Linked DNA regions of Oryctolagus cuniculus: region 1 is linked to region 2. Evidence: chromatin contacts called from public Hi-C data. All regions are on one chromosome and are shown on one strand. Each heading gives the region's core, a stretch centred on a gene start, on an enhancer-like site or on the middle of the called end of the contact. The rest is flanking DNA. Distances are from core to core; before and after follow the strand shown.

Region 1 (2,700 bases), core at 91-2,590, 260 kb after region 2:
CTCTGCCATGTGTTTCAGAGAACTGTAAATGGCAATGTGAGGGGCTGGTGTTTAAAGAACATTCACTTTAAGGAACTGAGAAATTACAGCAGGAAGGGCAGCAAGTGCATGTACTTCCTCAGTGTTTGTACTGGAGGCAGACATCAATCCCTGCAGCCACAGGTGAAATGTTTTTCTCCAGCATCTACAGAGGCATCCAAACCTTAATTCATCTCTTGAGCCAAAGTGATTGACCTGGCCCTAAAATTCAGGGTCATTTATGACAAAGCCTTTGAAATTATTGGAGGATCTTGAGAAGCAGGAAATTTTAAGAGCTATATTTGTGGTTTACAAATCAACCACAATTTAACTTATAAAAAAATACTGTCTGTTCTGTGTAATGTCAGTAATGTGTAGCAGATATTAAGCAAGCTTAACTTGAAAACTGAAACTGGCTCAACTAAGAAGTCAATCATTATTAGTCAAGAACTCATATGCCTTTGTGAGAAATTGTGTAAGTAATATTGCTAATTTAGCTCTTAGTTTTGGATACTGAAATTTAATTCCAAAATCCATGCAATTGTAAATTGGTGATAAGAACTGGAGTCAGTCATTTAGAATTGTTGAAAGATTCAAAAGGGAAACTTATCCACAATTACAGTCTTCTTTGGCTTGCTTTTGCAAGTCTCTTTCGTCACATTCCTTATATTGACATTGTAATTTTAAGATTATAGCTTCTGAAGTCTCTGGCATTAAAGCAGTGAGGCCAGTCTTCTGTTCCAAGGAAACTAAGGAAACACCTATTTTTAACTTTATCAAATAAAATCAGTTACTAAACCCTGTGAATCATTTAAATGCTTTTGAAAGGCTAGCAAAGCAAATACAGTTCACTTGCAGTTTCAGAAAGCTTGACACAGTACATAGAGAATGCAAGCAGTCACTGAAAAGCAGCCAAGCTGTTGTCTTTTGGACACTAGGGAGGGAAGCTACTGTGGCTCCTAAGAGTGTGGCTGATAGTTTAGTATGAAAAGCCAATTTCGATTTGTTTCCTGAGATATATGTGTGTCTCTTACATAGAGCTAGGATTGGAATGAACACTTGAAAAAGGTGGGTAAATGAGTCATAAACATAGGGAAGTGAGCTGAACCTCCAATGTGGCTCCTAATCAGTGAAAAGAGAAGGTGGAAGTACAGCCCACAGGGAGTATCACAGGACAGTTAGCAGGAAGGTGGTTCTTGTCCCCTTGCTCATCCGTCTATCTACAATCTGCCTCAGTTGTTGTTGTTGTTTTTTTTAATATAGGAGAAACTGAAGAAATTAAAGTCTCTGCTTAAGATTTAAAAAGTGAGGGGAATTGCATTCCTTAGAAATATGCAAGCAAAGTAACCTCTCAAGGTCCCAGTGTTCAGTGCTTAGCTAGATCAACTTCTGTTGCCTAATTTTGTAGTTTCAGTACTAACATTAAGATGAAAAATTATAATCAAATCCTTTGCCTCAGGGCTACACAGCTGTACTGTAGGACTTAAAGGTATTTTCCCTCATGTACAACCAAGCGAATCAAAGCCATATTTAATGCTTATTTCCTTGGTTTTCTTTCTTCTTATTCTTGGGTAAAAAATATTCATATCTGTTAGGTGTAATATGACTAGTTTGATTAACCTTCTGCCTTGATCAGGTAAAACTCGGGTCCTTAGGAAAAGAGCTTCCTGTGAGTGTTTATTTGGTTGCTTATTATAAACAAGTTGTCTCTAGAGACTTCCCCAGCATCTGATGAGCACAAGTTTATAAAAACAGGAGAAAACCATGTAAATAGATATACTTTTGTTTACCGTAGGAAAACTGGAGGTAGGGTTATAAAACAACTGGAAGTGGGATTTCAGATGAGTCAAAACGACATCTACAGGTACAAGACTAATGCCATGAACTTGAGACAATTATAGCAGAACCTAAAGAATTTGTTTGCCTTCAAGTAAATTTGGCTAAGTTGAAAAAAAAAAAAAAAACCAGCAATTCCTAGAAGCAAACTTTTAGGAATAACAGGAAATTGCAGGCCTAGTGGCAATACCTTCAAGTCTGCACAGTAACACGTGAAAGTAAGGTATTTCCACATCCAGCAGCTGTCTCATTTGAATCTTGTAAAAGCTCTAGGAAGAAAGTGGGACAGCCCAGAACATTCACCCTCTTTATACCTCAGCCTCCCCGCCCCCGCCTCAGATGAGGAATTTATATCATTCTGCAACTTGGGGGGCGGCTATGGGTGAGTTCTTGTCTAATGAGCTTCTCAACATGCTTTGCTGACCTGTTAAACTCTGGCTTTATTAAACATCTCCTAACAAGATTTTTTTTTCCCCCGGAGCTAAAGTGATTCTTGCATTCTCCTGTTAGAATGTTGAAAGTGAGAGTTTTTGTTTTTTTTTAAGAAAAGCTTAAGAAATACATCCTTAAAGTAGAGATTGATCAGGAGAGGGTAACTAACTTGCTACAGAAAGTGGCCAGTTAGTAACCTAGAAGGACACGAACTGAGCTCTCTGATGCCACCAGACAGTCAAGAACTCTTTTCACTTTACACTTAAAAAGAAAAAGTGGCAGAACTTCTAGTAACAGCGTGACCATTTTGGACTCTTCATAAAGTGATGAGATAACTGAGCACACATAAATAACACCTATTTAGTGTGCTTGGAGTAGAAAAAAGCATGCACGTACAAATCCAGTTACAGACCT
Region 2 (2,700 bases), core at 70-2,569:
TATTTTGTGATAGTTAATCTTCCCTTTATTTTCATTTTCTATTTCCCCTATCTAACCACGGGCCCTTACTTCACACAACACCCCACTATTGAAGCTACCCCATCACTGGCCACTGATTAGGTACCAGGAAAGTAGAGATAGATGTAGGCTAGCCAGGGAGTGAGTTACCCAATATCAGAGCAAGGTGTTTCCTCACTTGAATTACTAAACTATGGTTGCCATAGCAAAACACATTGGAGCAAAATTCCTCATCTTATAATTTCAAGAGATGCATCCAGCAAGTTTCTTTAGAAGCCTCATAAACACAAGTAGTCTACTAAACTATGACAACATCTGGAGCAATGGCCTATTTCCAAATCTGTGCACATCTCATTTCCTGACATATTTTTCATGGATTAAGTAGTAATTTTCATCATAATTACAGGGAAGTCCCACCTATGAAGCATTTACTTACTATGTGCCTGTGGTTTTGTGATACCAATCTTCCTTCATTGATTGTCTTTCAGGCCTAAGAGAGAAATAGCTTGAAAATGAAAATACAGAATTACATTATCTTAAAATTATACTCTTCGGCTACAAACTTTTGTAGCACACCTGTAGGACAGTGAGATTAACAAAAGTGGGATGCTATCTCAGCCACCTGTGTCACACGTGTCCTCCTCCTGCTTCTACCCCTTCACAATCATGGTTCTACAATAATCGAGGTCACTGATTTGATCAAAAACATAGTTTCCTATTTAAATCTGCCTATAAAACACAGAATAAACATTTCACTTTTACATAATCTCAATTTTTTTTCAAAAGGCTGTCATGAGGGGAAGGGAAATTAGTAAGAGAAAGGGCAAAGAAGGCGGTTGCAAAGAATATTGTGAAATGTTGTTCGTTTCTGCTTTTTATTATTTTTTTTACATTTGTTGTCCCCTGAATTACTTCTTTCTGTCTACATTCAAGTTGTTTGTGCACGTGAAGATTTACAGAATTCACAAATCCTTTGGTCAATTCACACTTAGTTAAAACTAAATCTCAACAGAAGGGATTAAAAAAAAGTACTGTCTTTTCCCAAAAGAAATATGGAAAAACTATTTTTCCATCATTAAAAGCTTAAGAAAAAAATGAAACTGATCCAAGAGCCCAAAGACTATTTTTACATGTGAAAAAAAAGCTGTTTCAGCCAAGATTTGTAACATCAGTAATTCCCTTCGGAAACCAAGTTCCCACCCTGTAATGGTCTTTTGTTATTTGCGTCTGAGTCAGTCTGAACAGGATGACTTTCGAGTGCCAAGTGGCTACAGAAGTGCGAAGAAGACAGGAGGTCACCAGCACTTCACCAGCACTGGGAGCTCGAAGCAGGGCCAGCCCAAGAGCACCTCCTGGGTGCTGATGACATCACAAACAAGCAGAGCATTTCCACTCCTCTAAAGGAAACAGTATGGGGCTCCACCTTGCCAAGAAGAGGAATCTGACACACAGGTCGCGAATAAGCTCCCTGCGAGGCAATTCTTTCAAAATGAGTCACCCACACCGCCTGAACAGGAGAAGTTCACAGAAAGCACCCATCACCCTTCCCAGCCAGCAGGCGTCACACAGTCAGCTCCTGACTCCTCACAGTCAACTCATCTCCAAACACATTTTTATTTAAACCTCTGGAGGTGAAGCATCTGTGTAATTATTGTCCTCAATCTTCTCTCCTGTTGTAGTAGCATTAATTCCTTAGATATTTAAGTGCCTGTAAGTGAAAGCATTGCCCGGGGCCCTCTGTAGAGAAAAGTTAACAGAAAAGAAAAAAGCAAACAAAAACACAAGATCCTACATTCTTAAGTGTCATGGGAGAAACAGAGAAAAAGAACTGAGGAAAGTCCTAAGAAGAAAACAAACAGACCACTGTCACAGAGACTGATGGAAGGTCTTCTTTAGGAAGTCTTAGATTCTAACTTGGATGTACGTGCAGATCACTCAGAGTTCTTGTAAAAATGCAGAGTCCAGGCAGGAAATGCAGAATTCGGATTTCTGCAATAGGGCCTGGGATACTGCATGTCTTCCAGGACCCAAGGTGCTGCTGCTGCTGTTACACAAACCACAGCTTTAATGACAAGGCACAAGGTTTCTCTTCATCAGTAGCTCTCAGTGTTGTCACCAGACCAGTAGTTATCCTGTCCCTGAAAACTTGGTAGAAATGTAAATTCATAGGCTTTACCCCAGACGCCCTGGATCAGAAGTTGGGAAACTAGAGGGCCAAAGGGAGCGCCATCAATCTATATTTTAACAAACTTTTACCCAAGGTGATTCTGATGCCTACTAACCTTTTTCTATCTACTATAGCAGTCGCTAGGTGCTCAAAAGGTAGCTCCTGAATTGAAATATACTAAAAGTGTAAAGATATACTGGATTCCAAGAAATTGAGGAACTAATATAAAATAATAAAAATGATTTTTATATTGACTATGCATTGAAATATTATTTTGGATATGTTAAGTTAACTATATTAAGATAAGTTTTACCTTGTTTTTAATACAGCTGCTAAAATCACTTAAATTACGCATGTAGTTAGCTCCATATTTCTACTGGGCAGTGTCACGGTGTGAGTCAGTGTTGTGGAGCAATGGTTCTCAAGTGGAGGACTTCTGTCCCCCCAAGGGACATTTAGCAATAGCTGGAGACATTTTTGGCTCCCACAAATAGGGACAGAGGCTTTGTGGCCTT

Evidence for each region. Hi-C and Micro-C count contacts between places; a contact is called where the count stands out from the background.
Region 1: a contact with region 2 is called in a Hi-C map of embryonic fibroblasts, with 4 times the contacts expected there. The contact joins two enhancer-like sites. A contact is called at or near these places in 4 of 6 Hi-C or Micro-C datasets (ear pinna, embryonic fibroblasts, skin fibroblasts and 1 more).

Annotation. Positions count from the first base shown.
Region 1 is chr14:65,923,976-65,926,675 of mOryCun1.1, forward strand. All of the region lies in intron 2 of PTGER4 (prostaglandin E receptor 4), which reads left to right. Among named protein-coding and RNA genes, the nearest start is that of PTGER4, 4.8 kb to the left of the region's middle. Within about 2 kb of position 1,341, at least 1 of the 8 cell types and tissues checked has an H3K27ac peak or open chromatin away from gene starts, as enhancers often do. A contact at or near this core is called in ear pinna, where this site is marked.
Region 2 is chr14:65,662,847-65,665,546 of mOryCun1.1, forward strand. The region is part of intron 2 of LOC103349612 (a long non-coding RNA gene); the gene reads right to left. Among named protein-coding and RNA genes, the nearest start is that of PTGER4, 260 kb to the right of the region's middle. Within about 2 kb of position 1,320, at least 4 of the 8 cell types and tissues checked have an H3K27ac peak or open chromatin away from gene starts, as enhancers often do. A contact at or near this core is called in ear pinna, where this site is marked.